7 separate regions of the Mus musculus genome follow, and regions 1, 2, 3, 4, 5 and 7 are each linked to region 6. A link is a contact called in public HiCAR-type, HiChIP or PLAC-seq and promoter capture Hi-C data. All regions are on one chromosome and are shown on one strand. Each heading gives the region's core, a stretch centred on a gene start, on an enhancer-like site or on the middle of the called end of the contact. The rest is flanking DNA. Distances are from core to core; before and after follow the strand shown.

Region 1 (3,641 bases), core at 335-2,834, 2.7 Mb after region 6:
GGGTCCTGAATCACATCTCTTGCCACAGGAGGATGAGACGCTGGCTTAGATCACTTCCAGCCCTGCAGCCTCTGACAGGGGGTTTGTGTTTTCTCACAGGTACAGGGAGAAGTCACTCAGCTGTCAAACAAGAAAGCACTACTACAATCTGATTTACATTTTCAAACCATCACTCAGGTTGCTACACGGAGAAAGGACTGCGGTTGGGGCAAGAGAACAGGACCTGTGTGAGGAAAACTGGGGGAAAAGAGGGAATGGAAAAAGAGGGCAGGCGATTTGAGAAGTGTTCTGGATTTGATGGCAACTGTGTTTACTGCTGTAACTGGGAATTATCAACAACACACTTTAAGAACAATTATGATTATTTTCTGTTTTTTTTTTTTTTTTTCTCCTCTTTTTTGAGACAGGGTTTCTCTGTGTAACAGAATCCTGGCTGTCCTGGACTTGCTTTGTAGAGCAAGCTGGTTTCAAACACAGGGGTCCGCCTGAGGAACCACTATGATTTTTTAGGCTTAATTTTTTAGGTGATAGAGAGAACACTGTTAAAGCCATATTTGGGGGGAAGGAATTTAAGAAAAAGTGCTTAGTCCCGGGCATGCTAAATCTGAGAGATAGCTGTGGCCTTGCAATAGAGACAGCATGTCAATGACACACTGCAGTCTGAACACAAATCTGGACGTTGTTGGCATTAAGTCGATATTGAACCCGTAGGAAGAGATGAAATAAACCTGGAGGGGGGAAAAAAAGGATGTGGAGAAACAGATTTAGACGCAAACCAATAGGCATAAACGATACTAAATTGCATTTTCGGGGCGTCATTCATAGTCTATGAACAAAATGTCATTCGGCTTGGAGGTTAGCTGATTAAAGCCACCCTCGCAAAACATCCTCAATCAATACGTTTGGACAAAATAAATAAATAAATAAAGGAAATGTGAGGGTCTCCACCTGCACTCACAACTGCAGCGATTCTGCTGCAGGATTCGCTCTGGACCAGTCTGGATGGATCCCAACCTTCCACCCAGGGCCAATCCATCCAGGCCTCGGGAAACCGGAGCAGAGAGCGCGCGCGCCCGGTCGAGCCCCTCACCTTGGCTTGCTTCAGCAGCTGGATGATCTCGGCCTCCGCCTCGTCTGACGCGTCCTCTCCCGGCTGCTCGGCCGTCGCCGCGGGTCGCGAGAACCAGGCGAGAGCTGCGAGAAGCGGCTCAGAGGTCACCGGGACCGGCCCGTGCCCGCGTCCCCGCCCCCGCCGGGCCGGCCCCGCCCGGAGCGCACCGCTCACCTGCCAACAGCGGCAGCACCCCGTGCCCCCGCGCCGGCGCGCCTCGGGTCCGCAGCCGCTCCGCGCCCGTCCCCGCGTCGCCCGTCCGCTCCGGCAGCAGGCGCGCCGTACAACCCCCACACCGCCGGCCCGCGGCCCGCAGCAGGGTTCGACCCAGACGCCAGCGAAGCAACCGGAACATGCCGACGGGTCCTCCCTCAGAGATCCACTAAGCCACGGCTGGCCCGGGACGCCCCGCCAGTCCGCATGCGCGATGACGCATGCTGACGTCACGCCGTCTCGTCCCGCCCCGCCCCGCCCCCGGCCTGCAGGGCGCGTGAAGTTCGCAGCGCCCGGGAGGAGAGAAGACGGGCGGCGTGCCATGGCGGTCGCGCTCCCGGAGGTGGTGGAAGAGCTCCTGAGCGAGATGGCCGCCGCTGTGCGAGACAGCGCGAGAAGTACGGCCTGCGGGCTTTTATTCTTACCCCGCATGGTTATGTCCCTGAAGCCTGGGCCCCTTAAATCGCTTAACTAAATAGAGGGATTTGAGTGACTAGACGTCAGATCCCTGAGTGCGAGCCGGTGTGCGGGAACCCCGGTACTTAAAGAGAGCCACTGGGTACATCCAAGGAGTGGGCGAGGGCTGGGATGCGGAATGGCAGATGCGTAGACAATTTCGAGTTACTCAGAATCTTTATCCACAATCCGTGATGCAAAGTTTAAAAATAATACCCTTGTTTACTACTTTGTTTAGTAAATAGATTTTACTAAAAAACATTCAGGGAGGCAAAACCTTTAAAAAAAAATCGGGAAGTTGAAAATTACTTCTTCCCTCTGGCCTGTAGAGGTCGCCCTATGCCTGTCTCCAACAAAATGACCGACCAAGGATGATCTTTGCTTACTCACCAGAGTAGGAGGATCTACCAAAAGGGGAAAACTAGTAATGAGGATCTACTATGCAGCTCGGCTGGTAAAGAGGCTTGCCTGGCATGTAGAGAGCTGCCGTGGATTCCCCACCACCGCACAAGACTGGGCACATGGCTGTAGTCTCCGCACTTGGGAAGTGGAGACAAAAAAAAAAAAAAAAAAAAAAAAAAGAAAGAAAGAAAAAGGGAAAGTTTAAGGTCAACCTCAGCTACATAATGCTAGGCCAGACTGGGCTGCTGGAGACTTTATCTCAAAAAACTGGAGGTGGGGTGGGGGGTGCTTTTGAAGTGTAGACTAATTAAAGCACTCTCCCCAAAAATAGCCTCTCTAAATGATAGCCAAATTAGAGCACAAAACTCCTATTGTTCATTGATTGTGCTCTGTGAACTGGTTTGAGTTACTGCTTCAATGGGACTAGAAAAGTAAACGAATAGTCTCATTTTGGTCTTTTACGTAAAAGATTCAGCCAACCAGGTATTCAAACATGCTTTGACTTCAAAGAAGTTGTGGGGTGTTAGTCTGTTGTGAGGTCTTGCTTCCAGGATTTGACCACAGATGTTCTGAGATGCTGGAACGAGATGAGTTTTACAGAACAGGGCTGTTGGTTAATCCATATGCCAGTAACTGAAGGGGCCCCCTTACACAGGAGCAGACTCTCAATTCCTGTTTATTTTTCAGTAGAGCAGTTTTCAGTATTGGGTCTGGGTATTCCTTTCTAATCCCCAATCTTCCTTGGTAACCGTGCAGAATATAAGTCCAGGTTGCATGTATATGATTTTGACCATATAGAAGCTATGATTTCCTTTCCTGGGTAACTTGGTTCCCCTGAATTATAACCATCTCGGCTTTCTAAGCTTGTTTAGTTTTCTACATATGTATTTTTACTTGAACTTGAAATTTTATGCCACTATCACAGGTCTCCACTCAAAATGTTAAGGTAAAAAAGACATTTTATCAGTTACATTTTCATAAAGGAATCTGCGAAGAGCCTGCCGACTTCCCTAGTATGGACTGGCTGCTGTCCGGTTGGGCTGCTGCTGTCTTCCTTCAGTGTTAACTGGGAATTCTCTTTTCCCAGTTTGGGTCTTGTGTTAGCACATCCTACAGTTTACTTTCCTCTTGTTGATCCACTTGTGTATTGTTACCTGTCTTATTGTATGCAGTACACACCTCAGTAGGTTTCTGAAGAAGGCATGAACTATGCTTTTGCGGCTTTGAATGTCTGAAAAAGGTTTTTCTGCTCTCACGCTTGGTTAAAAGGTGTTGAGGGCGGCCAGCGGCCCACATGTCTGAGTTCTAGCCTGGGAGGCATCTTGGAATCTGGAAGAAAAGAGGGAACTAGGCGGCACGAGAAAGGATGGAACCAAGACATTAGTCTGATCAAGGTTCAATTTTACTATTTGGAGACACGGGGTTATGAAGAAGGGGGAGGGGCCCATTCCCGCCAAAT
Region 2 (3,845 bases), core at 855-3,354, 2.4 Mb after region 6:
CTGTGCAAACAGCTGAGACTGCCCAGAAGTTTACAGTGCTGAAGCTGGACTGCCTAACACCTGACACTCTACTCTAATACATGTTTTCAAGGACCAATACGGACTGTGCTTTATTAGAGTGCTTTGATGGTTAGCTGTACACACAACTTAATTCATCCAAAACACTGGCAATCTGGTTTATAAACAAATGTTTATTTTTAAAAGGCATAGAAGATCCTGTGGTACAGACAGGATTACCAAATGTGCCCACCCAGAACAAAATTGGCAGACATGTCACTTAGGATATTTGCTTTCAGGCCGGCTGGAGACTCCTCTGGGAATATAGCCTGCAAAAGAGCTGAATTTCAGAATCACTCCTGCCTGGATCAATGGCATTTAGAACATTTAATGATATCTTCAGAAAACCATAGGCTCACCACTACCAATCTGCCGGTAATTCCAGCTATTTTAGGTGATATCATCATTTGATATCTCTCAGAGTAATAACAGATAGTCACTGTACAGACCAACTCACCTCTGCTGCTGCCAGCACAGATCTGCAGTCCTGCGTCCGTTCTGAGAACTTGAAAGGGGACACCCTAAAATGGATTGCAGAAAACAGGACATTATATATAACAGCCTTGCAAAATCAATGGCTGCCCTCCCACCCTGGCTTTTCTCTTTTGGATTTCTTTGTAGCCCTGGCTCACTACTGTAGACGAGGCTGGCCTGAACTCTGCCTGCCTCTTCTCAAGAAAGCTACAGTTCTTAACACATCCTAGACCTAAAAGGGAAGTATTTTTCAAATTACTAAAATACATTTACAACTAGCCAAACCAGCCCAACTGGGTTCAATTGTAAGACCACATTAACTGAAAATTTTAAGACCCAAGTTAATGGACTAGAAGGTCTAAGTTCTTAGAAGACCAGGTTTGACTGCCAGCACTAATTGTGGCTCACAACCACCTAAGTCCGGTGCCATTTTTTTCTAGCATCAAGACAGCAAACACACACAAAAATGGCTCTATAGGGGGCTGGAGATGGCTCTGTGGTTAAGAGCACCGACTGCTCTTCGGAAGGTCCGGAGTTCAAATCCCAGCAACCACATGGTGGCTCACAACCATCCGTAATGAGATCTGATGCCCTCTTCTGGTGCATCTGAAAACAGCTACAGCGTACTTAGATATGATAAATCTTAAAAAAAAAATGGCTCTACAGTAAGAGCTGTGCACTGTTGCCTTACTTAACCACCCCCATCAGCTACAACCAGTATTGAGTACAGGCAAAACTGATGCTCATACATGAACACTCTAGCTCAAATCAAAACGGTCTAAAATCCCAAGCTGAAAGCTTACCTCATGGGAGGCCACAGCTGTTGGCAATCTTCCACTCTTAAATCCCCAACCTAGAAGTACAGCAGTTGTTAAAAGTCCAGCCCAAGTTAAACCTAAACCCCAGCCACCGGTGTGGGCTTGACTGCAGTCAGCCAGGAGCAGTTATCGTCAGTTATCGACTCTGACGGCACTTCCTACTTAGTCATCTCATCACAGCAGTCAAGCTTTCTGCTGTCCTCCAACTAGTAGTTCCAGCCACTAAATGGAGACACGTCTTAAATTTATGTATGTGCCCACATGGGCCAGGGTATGTTGGGAGTCCCTGGAGCGAAAGCTACACAGCCTCTTGTCTATGAACCCCACCTGATACTCCAGAAACCCTTACCTCATGGTGGGATGATACTGCTCCTATTCCACGTTGTCAACGTCCCGTCTGAAAGGTTAGAAGAGTAAGAGTCATGAGGGGCAATTAGAACACTTGTGTTCAGCACTGGGTCGCCGAGGCTTAAACGACTGCAGTCAGCTAACTAGGGATGTCGTCAGTTGTCGCATCGGACGGCACTTCCTTTTTTTTCTAGTTTCATCATCATTGCAGCCGACACCCCGCCCACGCGCGGCGCCCCGCGATGCAGACCTCGACTTACCAGGCTCCCCTAGATCTGTGCAGCGCACAAGGCGGAGCTGAGAGGCTGGGCCCGGGCTCAGCATCGCTCCAGACCGTCACCAGCAGGCCACGGCGAAGGGACCAGCTCAACGAGCGAGAAGAGCACGATCCCATGATGGCCGCAGAGAAAGACGGCGCGTGAGCGCCCTCCTCTTAAGGGCTAGGAATAGACCACTCCTCACCCCAGGGAGGTGAGGGCGGCAAAGGCTCACGGGAACTTCCAGCGGCCCGCCTCGCGACCCAGGCCTCCCCCGTTCTGTTGAGCGAGTGGTCTCCCCCGCCCCGGGGGATTCTGGGTAGCGAAGAGCGCGCGAGCTCCAGCGCGCCTGCGTGTTGGGTTAAGCGCGGACTCGACATCCTTTCCGCGGTTTTCCGTCCTCGTTGTCTTCCCTGACTTATTAGTCCTTTGTGAACGTGTGTAGTGTGTGAAATGTGTAGTCAGACCTGACAGTGCAGGCCTGTAATCGTAATCGATTAGGAACCCGACGCAAGAATTCGAGTCCAGCCTGGGCAATTTAATGAGCCCCTGTCTCTATTTTAAATTTAAAAAAAAAAAAAAAAAAGCGGGCCTATATAATCTAACTGGGTGGTGGAGAGCCTGGCTCATCTACGCTAACACACACGAAACCGCGTTCAAAGACAAACGCTGTTACAAAAGTGTAATGATTGGGGCCGTTCTGCACCCCATTATTTTTACAACATATCCACGGAGTCTCTCAAGGCCCTATGCAGACGGCCCTCATCACATTCCTTAGAGAACTGTAGAATCAAGAAGAGCTCTTGATCCATTTCCATTGCCCCCTGCTCTTTCCACTTCTGACTGGAGAGACTTGCATCGGGCATAGGTAATAGAAAACTGCTAATGCTATGCCTTCAGTATATGAGTATGTTTGATTTTCTCAAGGGTTGGGGATGCAGTGTTTCCCTAGCAAACATGAAGTTCTGAGCTCCATCCCCAGCACCTCATAAACTGGACATTGTGACAAACTCCCAAGCTCTGGGTATGTGGAGGCAGCAGAATCAGAAGTTCAAGGTCATCTTCAGCTATGAGGTCAGCCTGGGATATGTGAACCTGAAGACTAGAGTAGGGTTCTTGTGAGTTCAAGACCAGCCTGGCCTACGGAATGAAATCCTGTCTCAAAACACCTCAGTGCAAAATCTGTTGAGCTAGTATATATGATATGCTGGGTTCTACCCAGCAACACACACATAAGTGCTTGCATGCACTTCTTATGCAAATAGGCTGAGGAGGCAACTCATTTTGACAGAACTAGACAGGTGGTCATGAGACTGCAATCTTGGTGGTCTGAGGAATAAACAGAATTTTGATGGAGGGAGGGAAGTCCAGGCCAAAACATTCTTAAAGGGAATAAGATAATTTCCCTTGGAGCCAAATATGCTTGACCATGGCCAGGAACACAAGATTCATGGGTCCCCAAATACCATGTTCTATATTGGAAGTGTCTTGGGTTTTTGTTTGCTTGGTTGGTTGGTTGGTTTTGGTTTGGTGCCGTTTTCGAGACAGGTGCTGTTTTCTGTGTAGCACTGGCGGTCCTGGAACTTGCTCTGTAGACTAGGCTGATCTTGAACCTGGAGATCTGCCTGCCTCTGCCTCTCGAGTGCTGGGATTACAGGCATGTGCCACCACCATTGCCTAACTTGTTACAGAACAAGGAAAGTCATTTGGTGGGGACCTCAATTGGCAAGTTACAGTAAAGATGAGGACTCTGTTGTAGGTTTCAGGTGCTGCCCAATGATGTTTTTAGCTTTTGAATGTGTGGAAATTAGTGGCCTGTCAAGAATAGTAATATAAGGTTTTCATAGTCACAAGGATGTTAACTCGGGGGCAAGGGATATGGATGGCTTCA
Region 3 (3,406 bases), core at 687-3,186, 2.2 Mb after region 6:
GTTGTGGTGACCCCACCCCCAACCATAACATTATTTTCATTGCTACTTCATAACTGTAATTTTGCTGCTGTTATGAATCATAATGTAAATATCTGTGTTTTCCAATGGTCTTAGGCAACCTTTTGTGAAAGGGTCATTCAACCTCCAAAGGGTCACAACTCAGGTTGAGAACCACTAGTCTGGACTATATACAGAACTGTGCAGAAATTAAACACCAGGCAGTAAATGGGCCAATGAACTCGATTCTCAATAGAAGACATAAAAATGACCAATAACACTTTTTAATGTGTTTGACTTCCTTAGCCATCAGAAAAACACTACTTTGAGATTCTATCTCACTCCAGTCAGAATAGCTATTGGAAGAAAACAAACGTCAACAAATGCTTTTAAGGTTGCAGAGAAAGAGGCTACCTTATCCATGGTTGGTGAGCATGTAATGTGCTTCAGGCACTATGGAAATCAATGCAGAGGCTTATCAAATAAAAATAAAAATAAAAAATAAGGCAGGTGGATTACTGAGTTCGAGGCCAGCCTGGTTTACAGAGTGAGTTCCAAGACAGCCAGGGCTACACAGAGAAACCCTGTCTCAAAAATAAAAAAATAAATCTTCCATATGACCTGACTATACCACTCCTAGGCACACACCTAAAGGCATCTGCACTTTACTGTGCATGTGCTTGTACATCTGTGTTTGTTGTTACTCCTTTCACAAGCACAAGGAACATGAGTCAGCTTAATGTCCATCAACATTAATTACTGCCCTGATCTTGACTTCTTTTCTCCTACTACTGACTGGTTGGTATTTCACACTTATTTTCAAAGCTGTACATAATAATGTTATTTATTTTTCTTAGAATTTACTTAATTGTGTGTGTGTGTGTGTTGTGTATGCGTATCACAGGAGACTGTGGAAGTCAAAAGTGGCATCAGAGCCGCTGGAACTGGAGTTACAGACTTTGAGTCATCACGTGGGTGCTGGGAACTGAAACCAGAGTCTTTGTATGAATCATAAGCACTCATAACCACTAATCCATTTCTTCATCCTTTTCCTCCTCTCATTATGTAGCCCATGCTAGCCTTGAATGGTTGTGTAGACTAGGCTGGCCTCAAACTTCACAGAGATCCACCTCTCTCCTACTTTTGTGTTTGGTTTTGGTGGCCCAGTGAATCTAACCTGGTTTTTTTGTTTTGTTTTTTTGTTTGTTTGTTTGTTTTGTGAACATAAGCAGGGAAAGAAATCAGTATTTTGAGGAGGGAGGGAGCCCACACAGAAATGCTAAAAAAATTAAAAAACTCAGTGAGTGGAACAGAAAAACAATAGAAACATCACCAATGGACTCAGCCAGGCAGAAGAAAGACTATCAAGGATGGGAGACGAGGTTGACTACTGTACCTAAATTCAAGAAGGACTTTTTAAAATGAGTATTATGATGTCCAAGAAGTTCAGGATGCCATCAAAAAACAAACCAAAGAATCCACAGAACAGAAGGAGCTAAGAGAAATGCTGAAGACAGAGAATTTGTCTGTTAGTTGAATCTGGAGGTCTCAGTGTCGGATTCTAGAGGTGACAATCAGAGCCATTAGGAATTATGCACTACAGTCCATCTAGAAAGAGCACTGTGGGGTTTCCTCCCTACAAGCCACATACTTGATGCCTGTCTATTTCTGCGTTGTAAGAATCCGGCTTTACTCTCCAAATGGTTTCCCAGGTACTGCTATTGCAGCCCTGACATCCAAGTCATCTGCCAGGCCTGTCTCTGCCCAGGTAAACTTTAAAGTTCCGGTCGAAACCTTGTAGCTAACAGGCAAGTCACGGTGATGGGTGGAGGAGGTTGCCATAGAGACAGGTCCAGGGCCTGGGGCTCGGGATGGGAAGGCTCGGGTTCGGCTTCCCATTGGCTCTACGGACGAGCAGCGTTCTCCACTAGCACATGCGCAGTGGCGCCGAGGCGAGGTCGCTGCGAAGCCCGGGAGCTAGGGGTTCCGGCCGGGGCCTCTGGGGACCCGGCTGGAATGAGCGTGTACTGACGGCTCCCGGCTCCTCCCAGGGAGAGAAGCGGTGAAGCTGAGCCCCTGATGCAGCTCTGAGTCGAGCCTGCCACGGAGGCTCCCGCCACGCCGCCGCCATTGTTGCCCGGGCTGCGCCGACGGGGCCCGAGTGACAGGTACTGATGTCCGAGCGCGAATGTCCACGGGGAGGCCGGCCCGGGGCAGGCTGGGAAGGGGAGGCGGCTGGAGGCAAGGCGGGCGCATCTCCTCAGGGCATGCATGACTATGGATGAGCTAGGCTGGGAGTTGGAGCCCCAAACAAGTACGTGTGGGTTCTTCTCCGTGTCAGGATACTTGTGAGGTTGGCTTTGAGAGAGGTGGATAGTGCTTTCGGTTTACACTTGAGGAAGCTCCTGAGACGGCCTCCAATCACAGCCTAACAGGCTTGTCTTCTCTGCTCCGGGAATAGAGCAAACTATGCAAGGCAGATAAATAGATCGCCTTGGCCCCGCCCCTATGAGATTGTTTGGAAACCTCCAGTTTGTCCCAGTAATCACAAATTTGCTCTGTTGCTGAGAACATCCGGAATATTAGTGACTTGGATATTGAAACATTTCTTTCTGCAAGGTGATAAGTTTTCAACAAGTTAGAAATTAACCATTCTGCTCATGGTTCCTTAAATTATTGCTTCTAACACCACCATCAATAAACACACATCGTGTGTGTGTGTGTCTAGGATGAATGTATTCTAAATTCAAGGATAGAGGAAAAGAAGACCAGGGTAAATTCTGTGTGTTTATCCTGCACTCTGAGGAGTCTGCTTCTGTGTGTATGAGGGGTAGCAGAGAACACCAAAAATGCTTGAGCTGATGGGCCATTCTTGTGCTGGATAGTTTTATGTCACCTTGACACAGCTATGGTCATCTTATAGAGGAAATGCCTCTATAAGACTGAGAGCTACTTCCTGCCTCCAGGTTCCTGCCCTGTTTGAGTTCCTGCCCTGACTTCCTTTGATGATGAACAGTGATGTGGAAGCACGAGCTAAATAAACCCTTTCCTCCCCAGATTGATTTTTAGTCAAGGTGTTTCATCACAGCAGTAGTAACCCTAACTGGGACAAAAATTGGAACCAGAAGTAGGGTATTGCTGTCACAGTCCTGGCCATGTTGTTATGGGAAGATCGTAGAAGGACATTAGAACTTTAGGCTAGAAAAGTCGTTGAGTGTTGGAAGCTCAGTGAGCTATTCTGTAGGAGCTAGGAAGAGAAGGATGTTAAGAGCAGGAGAGAAACGCAAACTTGGCCTTTTGTGTGAAGAATCTTTGGTGTCTGGTCATCTGGAACTGAATAGTCAGCTGTGACTAAAAAGAAACCAGTGTCACTGAGGTGAATAAGAAATTGCCCAAGAAGCTATATTTC
Region 4 (3,322 bases), core at 167-2,666, 2.4 Mb after region 6:
CCTTAATGTAGAGAGGGAGCGATCCAGGGAACTACTGGTCTATCAGACCCTTCCTTTTGCTGCCAGAACAACCGCGACTCAGAAAAGAGAAGTGAGTTGCCACCTCGCTTCGTGTCCTGATGGTCCTCTTCAGTTCTCAGAACCCAATTACGTTCGTTTCCAGTCTGACTCATATCTGAGGGTATAAGACACCACCTCCGAAGGGGCTTTAGAGCTGGCAAGCGCTATCTGCCTTCCCACCTCAAACTGCACACTGGGTCTGGGGTTAGCTGACAGCTAACCTCACCCTCAACAGAAACAGCAACCACAGCCTCCATCACGTGGCCGGGGCTGGGACCTAGTTAGAGCTGGGGAGCCTCTGTCTTCCTCAGAGTTCAGAAACCGGAAGGAAAGAATCAGAGCCGGTCAGAAGACAGTGGGGGTAGGAAAAAGGGGCAGGGAACAGGTTGGTAGAAATAAGGGACAGAAAAAAACAGGGCCAAGAGAGGAAGCGGTAGTGTGGCCCCGGCCCACTCTCAATTTGTTACAGGATCCCAGTACACTCAGAGAACTGGGTGGGGCATTTTCCACAATAGCCAGGGGGCCTGACTGAGGTTTCACTTCTCTGCCCACCTTAGTAGGACATGGGCATCCTCCTTTTGCGCAGTCTAGCTTCCACCCTCAAGCAAATCCTGGCAGACGCTGCGTCTGACATCATTCCCAACCCCCAGCAGCAACAACTGTCTTCCAGAGGCTGTCTACCTTACCTCCTGGGATCCCCATTCTGGCAGCAGAGAAAGAGGCCTGGAGGTTCAGGGAGCCAGATCCCACGCAGACCCTTATTCCAAGATGGAGATGCCGGGAGACCAATCCAATCATTCACTGTCATACTTCCAGACGCAACCCCTAGGACATCCTGAAATAGCCCATCGACTTACCCCTCAGGCTGAAGTCAAGGCGTAGCGGCAGCAGACTACAAGCCAGGATCACCAAGCCTAGCGGGACTCTCCAGCAGCGGGGATTGAGAGAGGAAGTGCCGCGGAAGCCTCCGTAGCTGGCCGTAGCTTTCTCTGTATCGTCCACCCTCCACCTGTTCGTCGCACACAGTGGATAGTGCGGGCTTAACGCCAACCTGTCAAGGACCAGTGACTGGCCACTGGGCTGATCATCAGGACCACTGGCCACACCCTGCTTTCGCGAGACACGCCCTGCTCCTCCATCGGTGCACTTCCACCCACAACTGTAGCCAGAGAAGCCCCTGGGGCAGTCAGAGGAAGTTCTGGGGTGGTGGGACCTAGGCTTGGGTGGAAGCTGGCACAGGTGTGGGATTCATGCCCTAAAACACTGACGCCCACCCCTCCTGATTCTTAACACCGTGTGCCCTCCCCCGGCCATTTGGTTCATCACTGTCCGACCCAAGGGAGAGAAGAATGGGATAGCCCCAGAGAGAGAAGAGGTTCAGTCTAGCATTTGCCCCAGAGAATGCAGCCCAACCCATCCAGCCATTATTTCCATCTAAGGAAGATTCGCTCAGCGTCCTGACCCCAGGGATCCCCCGAGTATCCATTTACAAGGGCACTTCCAGAAACAGCCAGCAGGTGGCAACCGTGTGGCCAACAGGAATGGCTGAAATTGTACAGCCCCGGCACTGCCAGGGAGAACAAGGACCAGCTCTCCCTCTCTTTTTCGCCGGAAGACCTCTGTCCTTGCTCCACATCCCAAATTTTGTTTGATTGGTCCAAAGCACTAATTTCTCTCCCGTGAGAATGTTCTACCAAACCGGTCCCCCTGCTTCTCCGCTGCTACACTCATACGTCACACCCCATTCTTATACCAACTAAGGTGGTCTGCTAAAAATATAAACCAGGGGCCAGCGTTTAGCTTTAATGGTAGACTTAGTGGCATATGTAAGGCCCTGTGTTTGACCCCCAGTATCAGTAATCAAAGAAAAACTAAATAACAAAAATTAATTAATTAATGTCACCCCCACCTCCAAGCCACTTTTTCATAGCACTAAAAATAAAACCCAAACTTCATACAACAACCTCATGCAGCCCAGAGGCCCGCCCCAGTCATGTCACCTTCACCATGCTACACTCCAGACCTGTACCGTCCAGTATGGCAGTCATTAGCCACGGCAGCTATTTAGATTTTAGTTTGGTTTACACTTTTACCTGCGGCAAGGACTTGATATGAAACCAACTGTGGCAATCCTCCTGCCTCTCTCTCTACAGTGCTGGTGTTATAACTGTGCCTCCATGGTTGGTCATCTTTCAGATGAGTCCACTGTAAGGCAAAACTCAGCAAATACTAGCTGGCATGGCCCTCCACTCTTCCCAAATATGTCCTGTTTTCTCTGTAGTACAAGCTGTCTCACCTGCTAGGAGCAACAAGCAACACACACACACACACACACACACATATACGCACACACACAGTAGCATCGCCATCATGGCCACATACCTTAGTTCTAAGCATCTTCTGCTTGTGTTTGTGTTTCTTTGTTGGTTTTATAGTGCTTGAACATGGGCATGCCAGGCCAGCCTCTACCACAGCTTCCTGCTCTATTTTCTGTTTAAACATCACTTCCTCTCAGTAGAGCTAGACCAGCTAGACCCTAAACTGGGGGGAGGGGCCCTAGAAACGTACTCCTAAGACACCTGCCTTGCCCCTGGCAGAGGCTGATTTGTACTGTGCTGCCTGCCCCCTATAATAACATACTTAGCCATCCACTGTTGCTCAAATGTGCTTAGGACTGCAAGTGCAGAGTAATGCCAGCACTTCTGTTTAGCTGGGCGAGGCCCCAAGAGGTGACTCCTTGCAGCAGGAACCAAGCCACGTATATGCATTTAAGCAATCAACTTCATAAATGTTTAAATCTATGCTTAAAATTTCCTTTAACAAACTCTGTTTTTTTTAAGCAGTTACTTCATATTAGCTTTTTTTTTTTTTTTTTTTTTTTTTTTTTTTTTTTTTTTCTATGAAGACAAGGCTCCAACTTCTCCTGAGTGAGGTGAAGCCTCTGAAAGAGAATTCTTGAAGCAACTGAGGGCAGCAGAATGGGAAATAGAATTTTTTTTATTAGGTATTTTCCTCGTTTACATTTTCAATGCTATCCCAAAGGTCCCCCATACCCACCCACCCCCAATCCCCTACCCACCCACTCCCCCTTTTTGGCCCTGGCGTTCCCCTGTACTGGGGCATATAAAGTTTGCAAGTCCAATGGGCCTCTCTTTGCAGTGATGGCTTACTAGGCCATCTTTTGATACATATACAGCTAGAGTCAAGAGCTCCGGGGTACTGGTTAGTTCATATTGTTGTTCCACCTATAGGGTTGCAGTTC
Region 5 (3,626 bases), core at 701-3,200, 2.3 Mb after region 6:
CCCTCTTCCCAGCCCATTGGTGCATATTCTTATAGAATACGGTTCCAGCAAAGAGTTTTCTCAAGTCAGTTTCGGAAGAACTACTCCAGGTGGCTGATCACCTGCAATGTCTGATGAGGTTTGTCCTCTACCAGCCTGCAGGGATATCGACTGGCAATTCTGTTAGACCAGTTTAGCTAGAATCCCTTTATAGATGGTGCTTTCCCTTTGTCATTTCCCATCCATCAACACCCACCCCAGCTGCTTCGCTATAAACTCAAAACCAAGCTGGGTCTCTCTCCCCTAGTGCCAAACCCTACTGAGGATGGTCCTGAATGAATAACAAGTGTCATTACATTTTTTTTTTCCAAAAAGTATTCACCGGTCTAAGAGACAGCTCAGTGGGTAAAAATGCTTGCCTTGCAAGCAGGACTGAGTTTGGTATCCATGACTCATTTTTAAAAAGAATTAAGCTCTAAATTAATTTAAAGATTTTAATTTATAATTTTTTTTAATTTTTAAAGAAAAATTGTCACACGCCCCTATAACCCCAGCACTCAGGAGTCAGAGTCAGGTAAATCTGTAAACTCGAGGCCAGCCTAGTCTATGTAAAAGGTTCCAGATTAGCCAGGGATACATAATGTGATCTACCTTAAAAAAAAAAAAAAAAAAAGGACTGGTGAGCTGGCTCAGTGGGGAGGAGCATTGACTGCTCTTCTGAAGGTCCTGAGTTCAAATCCCGGCAACCACATGGTGGCTCACAACCATCCGTAATGAGATCTGATGCCCTCTTTTGGTGTGTCTGAAGACAGCTACAGTGTACTTACATATAATAAATAAATCTTTAAAAAAGAAAAGAAAAAGTCGTGTGGTCGTACTCACCTAACAATCCTAAATTAGTAAGGTGGAAAATAGGTGGATTTGTGGAGTTCATTGGCCAGGCAAACTAGCCTGCTTGGGGAGTTCCACGCCAGGGAGAAACTTTGTTAAACAAAAAAGCACCAGGGTAAACAGACACAGAAATACACACACACAGTCTTCACCTTCCAACTCTTGACATAAATGTTACTGTGTTACTATCCTAACCTTCCAGAAGGAGCCAGGGATCTGGAAGCCCAAGGCTTTTCTGATACGTATCAGCAGCAGGTGGTGGACTCCAGCCCTCTGGCCTAGAGCAATACTAGCGACCTTAAGAAAGAAAAAATAAATAAATAAATACAAATAAAACTGCTGCCCCTCCTACAGCTAAGAACAGGGCACATGGGCCTCCAAAATACCTTATCCAAGCACCATGGGTTCCCAGGGGGTTGGTAGAAGAAACCCGAGAAGAAGGCAACAAGGAATGTCTAACCAGAAGCCACATTTCCGCTTTGAAGTAGTAGCAGGAAGACTTAAAGGTCTCCTCTCAGCAGTGTCGGAGGGAGAAAAGAATGCAGAGTTCACAAAACTAGAGTATCCAGATCTGTGTCCGTGCACCAACTACCATCACCTACCTGAAAGCCACTGGGGCTCCAAGAAACGAGCATCGGAACCACCCAAGATGCTAGCTAAATGCACATTTCCAGGCCCGGAGAAGAGGCTTGCTCAGTGGGCATTGAGCCAGGCCTGAGATACTACGCTTTAAACCAGCACCTCGGACAATCTGAGATACTGATTCTCTGCAGAGCCCACTCTTGAGAATCTAGACTCTGCGGCGAACAGGACCTCCAAGTTCCGAAGTTTCTCTCCCTCGCTCGGCGCCCCGACCTCCTCCCACCACCGTAATCCCTGGGCCTCACCTAGGCGCGCAGTCAGGAAAGCATCGGGGAACTCACTGACCTTTGCCAGGAAGCCGCGGGCCCCAAGAGGCGCAGCACAGTGTCCGGCAGGGGGCGCTGCACCAGGGACAAAGCAGGGCGGGGGCGCCGGGCACCCCTAGCCCAGAGCCGCGCGGCGGGAAGGAGCGGGCGCCGGAGAGGGAGGGAGACACGCGGCGGCGCGGGGGCGGGGCGGCCGGCGGGGCGGGGCGGGGCCGACGGGCTGGCGGCGAGCGCCGGGACGGGCTGGCGGCGAGCGCCGGGAGAGCGCGCCGGGGCAGCGAGGAGGGAGGAGCGAGGGGAGTGCGGGCCGCAGCCGCCCCCGCCCCCGCCCCGCGCCCGCGCCTCCCGCGCGCAACAGTTCCCCCAAAGTTGCGGCCGGGGAGGCGCGAAGCCGGCGGGGGACGCGGCCTTAGCCCGGCGCGCGCAGCCCCAGGCGGGCGGCGGCATGGGCACTCGGCAGACCAAGGGCAGCCTGGCGGAGAGAGCCAGCCCCGGCGCGGCGCCCGGCCCCCGCCGCGAACGACCCGACTTCTGGGCGTCGCTGCTGCTGCGCGCCGGGGACAAGGCGGGGCGCGCGGGCAGTGGGCTACCCCCCTATCACCGGCGCGTCGGCATGGTCCAGGAGCTGCTGCGGATGGTGCGCCAGGGCCGGCGGGAGGAGGCGGGGACGCTGCTGCAGCACCTGCGCCAGGTGAGCGCGGGGAGGGGGCATGGGGGGCGCGGCGGCTCCCGGAGCGCCCCGCCCCTACGAGGGGGGTGACAGGAGAGCGCCGGGAGGCACCGCCCAGGGTCCCCGTTTCGCGGGGATGGAGCGGTGTGTCAGCAGGTGCCTCTGTGTTTCCTGCTGAATTTGGGGCCTCAGGCTAGGGTGAGGAAGGCTGACCTGTCCAGGTAGGTAAAGGGGACCTGTTGGACCATTGTCCCTGCTCCTCTCCTCCACAAGTCCCCAGGGATAGTTGATGAGAGAGGATACAGAGAGGAATGCCTGGTCTGGGCCAGAGTTTTCTTCCTCTCTGCTCACAACCTATCACCCTCTTGCAAGGGTCCCCAGGGAATGCGCAGTTATCTGTTTAAGCCAGCTTCTGAGGTATGTCCCTAGGACCAGTAAGATTTCAGCCCCTAGATCGTTTGCAACCAATATTGTGTCTTGTGGTTTCATCTCCCCTAACTTTGGCTGGTCCTTGCAGTGAGACCCCGGCAGAAGTCTTGGTCAGAATGAAGCTAGGCTTGGTTTCTTGGCCAGCAGGAACTGTACTGTACTCTCTCAGCCTGGTCCTGATTCACTGACTAAGGGGCATACTACACATCTGACCAATAGTCCCCTTCAATAGTCCCCTCTATTGAAGGGCTGGTGCCTCACCCACCTCTCGTTTTTTTGTTTTCCTTTCTCATTTTCTTCCGGGGAAAGTGGTAGCCTGTACTATAGGGTCTTGCTGAGTGGCAGAGGCAGGAGGGTGCATAGGTGCTCGGTGGAACAGTGATCAGATCGGTTTGGTCTGGCTTTGTGTCACGGACTCGCACAGACGTTATATTTTTGTGCAGACCTTATATTCTTGGAGGACCCCTGTAGATAAACAGTGTGCTGAAAATGGGGGAGGGGAAACCTCAGCTGACCTTTGTGAGGTTTTCCCATTACTGATAGAAGAAGCTGTAGGGACAACTTCCTGGGAGGAGCTTCCAGGATCTAATTGGATCCACATCTCCCTGGATTCTGAACCATGGCTTCCCTCACACCCTATAATGTTTCTCTGGAGTTTGTTCCTAAGGTGTGTGCACTGCAAAAGAAAGAGAAGTAGAGACTTGAGGACTTGGGGAGGTGTAAGCCTTCCACCTTTGCCTCTAGTTTTC
Region 6 (3,639 bases), core at 61-2,560:
TCTGCTATGCAAGGGGGAGGAGGGCACAGTCCACTACCTCATTCTCTCCTCTGCCCATACTACTATGCTTTCAAAATCTGGCAGCCACACAGTCTGGATGACAGTATGTGTCTGAATCCAGCTGCAGAGTCTGATCAGCACCCACCACAGCACTCTGTTGTTAAATCTGTGGTCCAGGTGGAGGTTGTAACCATATCAAGGCCTACTTTTCCGAGTCTAGGTTTTCACACCCCCTACTCAAGCTGACTAAGCTAGTGTACCAGGAATTCTATCTCCCCTGGGCTAGGAAGATGAACAAATGAGCTGCAAGCCATGTTAAGCCCCCAGAAACTTCCCACCGGCCCCTGACCTCCAAACACATACTCACCACACAACCCCCCAACATTTGACCAATGCATCCGAGTCAGAAAGATGTTGTCCAAGCGAGCGACTTTCAGTCTAAGAAAAAAACATACATTTCAGCCAGATGAAACAAAGACGACCAGAGACCGTGTCTGCTGAGAAGTCTCATCTGCCTCTCACCTCAGCTTTCAAGCCCATAATCATCTCCACCCCAGAAGCCAGGAGTTGACTCACTTGTGTTCCTGCATAAGTCGTTGGACGCCTTCTCCGCAGTTAAAAAGGTACCTACAGGAGGAACATTACTGTACTTACAAGTATACTCTGTAAAATGCTTTACTGTAGATACAGCGACATAAATGACAGGGTTCTCATACTGCCTAGTAGGTTTTGAGCCCTCTTTGGTTAGTGACGGAAGAGTGTAGTTTGGTATAGATCAATGGGGAGTGATGTCTTTCCCCATCGACTTATGAAACCGGTCTAGCCCACACACTCACGGTGAGGCCCCCGCTTTGGGATGGTGATGGTGAGAGTCGGGGCACGGGAAGTTTTGCCCGGATACCTGAAAGCCATGCTGACTAAGGGAGGTAAGGGATATATACAGGATTGGACAGGAGGCCTCCCGAGCACGTGGCGCTGGGGCCAATCCCCCAGGGCTGTCGGCCCACTCTGACCTGTTGTATTCCGAGAAGACATAGAGAGCAGCCCCCGCGTCCCGGCCGCCCGCCGCCACCACCTGCAGGTACACGGTGTTCGGGCCCCCGGGACCCGGGCCGCGCTTCTCCCGCGTACGCAGGTGTCGCAGTGGGTCTTTGGATGGCCGCGGCCGACGAGCCGAACCCTGCGACATGGTGCGCAGGCCAAGGGGACGCAACAGTGAGCGGAGCGCCCACATGCACCCGACCACACCAGGCTGACAAGGCAGCCAGACCCCTCACGCCGCCACAAGCACCGCCCCTCCACCGCATGGCGGAACTGACCAATCAGCGCGCCGCCGCGCTAGCTGCCCGCCCATCCAAAGCTCCGCATCCAATCGTAACGAGCCTTGGAGCTCGGAGTCTGTCAATCAAGGTGGACGTAGAGTAAGCGAAAGCTAGAGCGTCGCCGGAGGCCCCGCCCCCCTCACCGGTTCCGGCTTTCCCTGTTGACGTTTTCCGGTTACTGTCACTTGGCGGAAGCGGGACTTCTGAGAGTGCAAGTACTCGAAAGGCATTACTGGGAAAGGACTGAGTCTTTTTCAGGTTCATCGTCTTCTGTCAGGAGCTCTGCCCTTCGACAAAAGTATTCCAAGTTTGCATTGTTCTTGCTTATGATGATGGTGACGATCTCATGGGAGATAGATCTGGCTAATTTGATTTCCACCATAAGAACACATTTCAGATGATATTCTTTGTTTTGGCGTGAGAATAGAGATGAAAAGACTAAGTAAACTTCGTAGTGTTGCGTCTTATTGCTGTTATGAGCCGGTCCTCTCTGCCTTGCATTCCTTACTTCAAGACGGAAATAGTTTAACAGTGCTTATCTTTGGGAGATATTTAGAATTAACATGGCTGTGGGGACCTCGAAAGTCGACTTAGGACACCCCAAGACCAAGTTCTCAGAACAAAGGAGATTTATTTTCCCCAGAGAGACAAAAGGCAGTGAATAAGAGACAAAGAAAGAAGATAGAGACTAGGACGAAGAGAAAAGGGTCAAGAGAGAGGAGAGAGGAGTATTTGCACCCGAAACACGAAGGGCTGCCTCTGGATAGGGAGGAGACCGACCCATAGGCAAATAACAGTTCATAAAGGTTAAAAAAAAAATCCGATGTTAGGATAAGTTGGTTTGTTTTGATTGTGTATATTAATTACATAAGCCAAAGGGGGCTTTTCAAGGGGCTGGACTTCAGTGCTTTGTTAGCTGGACCTTAGTGGTCAGCCTCAAGAGGAGAAAATGGTCAAATAAGGGAATAGACCTTGGTGTCTAGCTTTATGGATGTAATCTAATGATTTTTAGCAAGATGGAGGGTATGGCGGTGAAGCCAAGGCCTGCCAGAGTCGTATTTGGCATGCTTGGTTGGCTAAAGGCCCTTTGATGGTCGGTGCTTTGAGTGGCACTAAAGAGATACGCAGAATAAATAATAGAAATTTATGGAGAAGAAAATGTTGCCACCTGCAGGAAATGTATTTAAACAAGTATTCAGGGAGACTGTCAGATGTCTGAGGCTGGACTGTCAGGTGGCTCTGAGGCTGGAGCTGGACAATCAAGATAGTGAGTTGGAGGTGAACCTGGGGCTACATGAGACCCTTTCCCAACTTGGGTGGATGGGCAGGAAGACACACACACTTTTTTTTTTTTTTAATGCTGAGACCAAATGGATCGATCATAGTTCAAGATCACTATTTTTGAGAGGTCGGAGTTTCTGTTGCCAGCACCTACATGGTGACTCACAAGTTATCTTCTGAGACTCCATTCCCACAGAAACTCACATCTTCTGACCTTAGCAGGTATCAGTTAGGCACCTGAAGTACAAACATACATTCACAAAAAACATCCATATACATTTCAAAACAGTAACATCCAGGAATGATGGCTCCCCTGAGGTCAAGCCCAGCCTGGGGTCCTTAGTGGATCTAGGCTAGCAGAGAAAGAGGGAGGGCAGACTGAGAGGATGACTATGTGCGAGTCACTGTAACATTCCGTGTCCCAGTGTGGGTCATTTGAGAAAAAGGCCTACTACCATTTCAGAGGCTCTTGAGGGTTTCTCCACAACAGAGCTCTCCGTTGAATCCTCTAGAAATTCAGAAAGCACACTTGAGGAATGTGGCGTGGTGTTTACTGGAGAGCCTCACTGAATATGAAACTGGCTCTGTGACAATTACCATCCTACTTGAAGTAATCATACCAGTGAGCGGCAGGGAAACCCCAGATAACTGAACATCTTTTAAGGAAAGGAAAGGTTGTAACATACTATTACCCAGCCAAGAACAAGAAGAATTACACTTGCTTGGGGCTAGTTAGGATTAAGATTAGGGAAATCACATTTATGAAATCTTGAATATCTTGAGCTTTATAAGATAGTGGCTGCCATTTTAGTTTAAGCCCCTAAAGCTTTTACCACACACACACACACACACACACACACACACACACACACATTTTATCAAGAGAGTGTCTCTCTGTGTAACTTTGGCTGTCCTGGAACTCACTCTATAGACCAGACTGGCCTCAAACTCAGAGATCCATCTGCTTTTGTCTCCCAGGTGCTGGTATTAAAGCCATGTACCACCACCACCTGTCTTAAATTATATCCTTTAGTCA
Region 7 (3,822 bases), core at 354-2,853, 2.5 Mb after region 6:
GAAAAGAAGGTACTCTTTCCTTGTTTGGAGCCTCTCCACTCTCAGGAGTTTTTTTTTTTTTTTTCTTTAATAAATCTACATTAATTCTGTTTAAAAACCAGAAATAATTCTCCCAAATTCAGCCAATTTTATAAATCAATCCTGATGATTTCTGTTTAAGATCAGTTATTAAAAAAAGAAAGCCGGGCGTGGTGGCGAACACCTTTAATCTCAGCACTCAGGAGGCAGAGGCAGGCGGATTTCTGTGTTCGAGGCCAGCCTGGTCTACAAAGCCAGTTCCAGGACAGCCAGGGCTATACACAGAGAGAAACCCTGTCTCGAAAAACCAAACCAAACCAAACCAAACCAAACCAAACCAACCAAACACCCGAAGAAGCTGGGCAGTGGTGGCGCATGCCTTTAATCCCAGCACTTGTGAGGCAGAGGCAGGGAGATTTCTGAGTTCTCGGCCAGCCTGGTCTACAGAGTGAGTTCTAGGACAGCCAGGGCTATACAGAGAAACCCTGTTTAGAAAAACAAAAAAACAAAACAACAACAACAAAAACACCCCTGGCCCCCCAAAAGAGAACAACACAACAACCACATGGGAAAAAAGGTCCTGAGCAATTTTGAAAATCAGCTTTATTGAGGTATACTTTGCTATAAAATTCACCCACTGTATGTATACACTTCACATTGTCCAGTCATCACCATATTTAGGGTATCCTGGTTTTCTCGTTTGTTTTTGTCTGTATCATTATTCAAGTCTCATTTTTGAAGAATTCTTTTAATAATAGCTGGGTACAGATGAACTCTAAAATTATCTATAAATGTATTTCTATTTGTCTGAAGTTAAACAAAAAATCTCCCAATTTGACACATGAATCTTTGTAGCAGAAAATGGGTTTCAAAGCAGCAGGAAGGTCTTTTGCTATTATTAGGAAAGAAAGTTGGTGGGCTGAGCAGACACCATACAGCTCAAATTGTCTGGTGCATGATTTTATTTGATCCTTTTGCAAATAGACGGTTCCTCAGGATAACAGGTCAGGCACAGCGGCTCACGCCTGGGATGCTAGATTACAGTGAGACTGTCTTTATAAAAAACCCAAAACATCCAGTACAGTCGCAGTTCCCAAAGGAACATGAAGGTACTGAACGGAACCAATGATGAACAACCACTTTTCTGCTCCTCGATTTGGCTAGGATGGAATTCGCTCGGGGTTCCCTAACCTATCTGGGAAGTCGGCTGTTTCTGTCCCCAGACTGACCAGCACAGAGAAAGTAGCTACCTACGACAGAAAACCTTTCCGGAAGAAGTTAACTAAGATCGGTTAGTTCCCTAACCCAGCGACCCTCCTACAGTCTCCTACCTGAGGAGAAGCAGAGCAGGGACACCTGCTGCTCCAGGCGTGCCAAGCCTAGCATGGTGGGAGCAAAGAACATGGCTTCATCGTCCGGGTGCGCGATCACTACAAGGGCCCGGCTTCCGGCTCCCGGCAGGCCCGCCTGCTCCGGAGACCTCATTCGTTCCGCTGAGTTCCAAACCCGGAGGAAGCCCCAAGTCAGGACAGCCACGGCCACACACAAGAAACCCACCAATTCCATGCCGGGTAAGTGGCACTGCGCCTGCGCAGGAAGGCAGGCTGCGGGTGGACTCGGGTTCCCTGCGGGAAAACGGAACCGGCTGAAACTGCGTTCCGTGGGTCAGAGTGCGGCGGCGGCTGGAGACCAAGATTCGTGGTCTAGCGTGGAAACTTCCACCCATACTGCCCCGTCTCCTCGGTGGCGGAATCCTCTATCTGCTCCAGTTTCAGAGCTCAGCCGCACTTTGCGGTCTTAAGTGTCTTTCTTACCGTTCAGTGTGCTTAAAAGGAAGGAAGCATTTTTAGAGTTATTTTGAGATCGCGTCTCTCTCTGCGTGTTCCCCTAAACTCACTATATGCAGACCATGCGAGTTTGCAATGATTCCCATTCCTTTGCCTCCTGAGCTGGGATTTCAGGCGTGTCAGCACGCCGGCCAAAAGGGAAGCATTCTAAAACAAACGTCAGCATTCTCCTTTCAACTCGTTTTATGACTTCAAACTTTGTATAAAACAGCCCGTTATCCGGAATAAAAGTTTTTCCGAAGCGGGTCACCGTTTGTTCTTTCTCAGATGGCGGCTTTGCAAGAGGAAAAAGTAAGCGGCTAAGAGGAAATGTCATTTCACTCGAAGGGTGAGGTCGGCAGGCCCCTTAAGTTTTCTTAAGAGGCAGAGATTAAGGAGCCACGCCGTGGAGGAGGCCTCGCCCGCCATGCCGAGGAACACTCGGTGTGAAATTAACGTGCGTCCCAGCCACGTGGGCTGAGGTTTCTCTTTGGCGGCGAGGGGACGGGGTAGCCGCTTTGGCGGCGCGCAGGGGTCGCAAGGCTAACCTCGCGCCGGGCTCCCGGTCCTTTCCCACGCCTGAGGGGAAGGCCCCGGGCGCGCGGGAGTGGCAGGCTCGCGGGGACGCTCCAGGCCGAGGACGCGATGGCTGCCACGGCGGCGGCGGGTCGGGCCGGAGGCAGCGCTGCCGGGGCGGGCATGAGTGCGAGGGACAACTTGAAAAGAACCGGCGCGGCGTCCGCGACCCAGGAAGCGAGGCCGAGGTAAGAGCCGCACTCCGTTCTCCCGGGGAGGGAGTCGTCTCCCCAACCCTCCGGAAGGAGGAGGAGCCCAAGTCTGAGCCGCCTCAGCGCGGCCGCCCGGCCTGAGGGGGAGGGAGTGGGGTTGAGGCAAGATGGCGGCTAAGGTGGCGAAGCTGCGGCGGCGGCGGCTGGAGTGAGCGCCCAGCTCGCCGCGCTGCCGAGCGAGGGCCGGGCGGAGGGCCGCGCGCCGGGGCCGCGCCCCGGTCGTCCGGCCGTGGGGCGCGCCGGCTCTCACTCCGCCAGCTCCCGGTGAGTAGGCTCGGCGCCTGCAGCCCCGGCCTCCGGGCCCTGCTCGCCCGGGAGCTTCCTCGGGCTCCCAGGGCGCCAGCTTCGGATCAGCCAGGCCAGGGGCGTCGCGGAGGACGCAGGGTTAGGGCCCGTCCAAACCGCAGGTCTTTTCCTCTCCCTCCCCCAGGGGCGAGTCGGGTGCGGTGGGGAGTTCAGGCTAGACGAGTGGAGGCTCCTGGAGTTTGGAGGAAGAATGGCCTTAGGCGGGCGGACATCAGCCCGAGGTATCTGTCCATTTGGGAAGGGGCGTGCGGTGCCACCGCGGGATCAGCGAAGGGGATGCGAGGATGGAGGGCCTCGGGTGGGGCCGGCGCAGGTGACCGTCCTAGGCCCACTCTGAGGGAGAGTTGGTGGCTGTTTGACTAGTATGGAAGGGGTTAAGGAGGGTGACAGCGATGGACAAGTGTGAAGAGCAAACTAGTTCACCTTTCTAACTGGCCCACTTGAGGTATAATGGCGAAGGGTTGGTAGTGGTGCAGCTGCGAAGAGCAGCACCCTCTGCCTTCTGCCGTTTGTTATTGGTGTTTTCTTGTGCCAAGTGGGAGATTGCACCCCCCCCTTTTTTTTTTTTTTTTTTTTTTTGGGAGACAACGACGACCGGAATTTGAGAAAGTACTTGAGAAAGCAACCTTAACGGAAAGGATACTGCGTTCTTAGAATTAGTGTGGACCAAGAATAGTCATGCAAAGAAGTGGATGGTAATAAGTGATGTTTGTGGAAAGTATTTTTGCCTAAGAAATGCCAGGTTGTATCTGCCACAGTGCCTGTTCAACATTGAAGAGTAGCGTTATGGGTAATTTTAATCTTTGAGTCTAGTATATTCACCTGCACCAGATTTGCTTGCTATCCTAATTATATCCTGTTGTATTGAAATGTACATTCCTTGT

Evidence for each region. Promoter capture Hi-C pulls out the DNA fragments that hold promoters and counts their contacts. HiCAR-type assays count read pairs that join an accessible place to other places. HiChIP or PLAC-seq counts read pairs in DNA pulled down with a chosen protein or histone mark. Capture Hi-C pulls out chosen DNA fragments and counts their contacts.
Region 1: a promoter capture Hi-C map of embryonic stem cells shows a contact between it and region 6, with 5 times the contacts expected there. The contact joins the promoter of Zswim7 here to the promoter of Elac2 in region 6. A contact is called at or near these places in 2 of 39 promoter capture datasets (embryonic stem cells and pre-B cells).
Region 2: a contact with region 6 is called in an H3K4me3 HiChIP or PLAC-seq map of forebrain, with 15 times the contacts expected there. The contact joins the promoter of 2410006H16Rik here to the promoter of Elac2 in region 6. A contact is called at or near these places in 8 of 39 promoter capture datasets (the 3T3-L1 cell line, 3T3-L1-derived adipocytes, cranial neural crest and 4 more), 1 of 484 Hi-C or Micro-C datasets (cortical neurons) and 4 of 115 datasets of contacts at active chromatin or transcription factors (astrocytes, differentiating embryonic stem cells, embryonic forebrain and 1 more).
Region 3: a contact with region 6 is called in a promoter capture Hi-C map of liver, with 3 times the contacts expected there. The contact joins the promoter of Zfp287 here to the promoter of Elac2 in region 6. A contact is called at or near these places in 5 of 39 promoter capture datasets (cranial neural crest, embryonic stem cells, frontonasal cranial neural crest and 2 more), 14 of 484 Hi-C or Micro-C datasets (the Ba/F3 cell line, the N1E-115 cell line, cerebral cortex and 9 more), 5 of 115 datasets of contacts at active chromatin or transcription factors (differentiating embryonic stem cells, embryonic forebrain, forebrain and 2 more) and 1 of 9 other capture datasets (liver).
Region 4: a promoter capture Hi-C map of pre-B cells shows a contact between it and region 6, with 3 times the contacts expected there. The contact joins the promoter of Trpv2 here to the promoter of Elac2 in region 6. A contact is called at or near these places in 1 of 39 promoter capture datasets (pre-B cells) and 1 of 115 datasets of contacts at active chromatin or transcription factors (astrocytes).
Region 5: an H3K4me3 HiChIP or PLAC-seq map of forebrain shows a contact between it and region 6, with 13 times the contacts expected there. The contact joins the promoter of Mmgt2 here to the promoter of Elac2 in region 6. A contact is called at or near these places in 3 of 39 promoter capture datasets (hippocampal neurons, liver and pre-B cells) and 1 of 115 datasets of contacts at active chromatin or transcription factors (forebrain).
Region 7: a HiCAR-type map of astrocytes shows a contact between it and region 6, with 6 times the contacts expected there. The contact joins the promoter of Pigl here to the promoter of Elac2 in region 6. A contact is called at or near these places in 2 of 39 promoter capture datasets (hippocampal neurons and pre-B cells) and 1 of 115 datasets of contacts at active chromatin or transcription factors (astrocytes).

The regions. Positions count from the first base shown.
Region 1 is chr11:62,279,338-62,282,978 of GRCm38.p6, reverse strand. It overlaps Zswim7 (zinc finger SWIM-type containing 7), which reads left to right and starts at 1,584. Exons shown (of 5, transcript NM_027198.1): 1 at 1,584-1,722. The coding sequence starts at 1,647. Ttc19 (tetratricopeptide repeat domain 19) reads right to left here and starts at 1,506. Exons shown (of 10, transcript NM_028360.2): 1 at 1,286-1,506; 2 at 1,091-1,194. The coding sequence starts at 1,466.
Region 2 is chr11:62,601,136-62,604,980 of GRCm38.p6, reverse strand. 2410006H16Rik (RIKEN cDNA 2410006H16 gene) reads right to left here and starts at 2,104. Exons shown (of 5, transcript NR_030738.1): 1 at 1,958-2,104; 2 at 1,699-1,746; 3 at 1,335-1,384; 4 at 515-578; 5 at 175-326. Snord49b (small nucleolar RNA, C/D box 49B) reads right to left here and starts at 1,895; the gene lies at 1,833-1,895. It overlaps Snord49a (small nucleolar RNA, C/D box 49A), which reads right to left and starts at 1,521; the gene lies at 1,460-1,521. Lrrc75a (leucine rich repeat containing 75A) reads left to right here. Exons shown (of 4, transcript NM_198861.1): 4 at 1-97. It also overlaps Snord65.
Region 3 is chr11:62,730,426-62,733,831 of GRCm38.p6, reverse strand. It overlaps Zfp287 (zinc finger protein 287), which reads left to right and starts at 1,936. Exons shown (of 6, transcript NM_133208.3): 1 at 1,936-2,165.
Region 4 is chr11:62,573,721-62,577,042 of GRCm38.p6, reverse strand. It overlaps Trpv2 (transient receptor potential cation channel, subfamily V, member 2), which reads right to left and starts at 1,416. Exons shown (of 15, transcript NM_001382489.1): 1 at 918-1,416.
Region 5 is chr11:62,646,988-62,650,613 of GRCm38.p6, reverse strand. It overlaps Mmgt2 (membrane magnesium transporter 2), which reads right to left and starts at 1,950. Exons shown (of 2, transcript NM_175002.2): 1 at 1,758-1,950. Lrrc75a (leucine rich repeat containing 75A) reads left to right here and starts at 2,091. Exons shown (of 4, transcript NM_198861.1): 1 at 2,091-2,469. The coding sequence starts at 2,224.
Region 6 is chr11:64,976,706-64,980,344 of GRCm38.p6, reverse strand. It overlaps Elac2 (elaC ribonuclease Z 2), which reads right to left and starts at 1,310. Exons shown (of 24, transcript NM_001362983.1): 1 at 1,014-1,310; 2 at 577-627; 3 at 368-438. The coding sequence starts at 1,234.
Region 7 is chr11:62,456,222-62,460,043 of GRCm38.p6, reverse strand. It overlaps Pigl (phosphatidylinositol glycan anchor biosynthesis, class L), which reads right to left and starts at 1,603. Exons shown (of 7, transcript NM_001039536.4): 1 at 1,350-1,603. The coding sequence starts at 1,584. It also overlaps a transcript of Ncor1 not described here.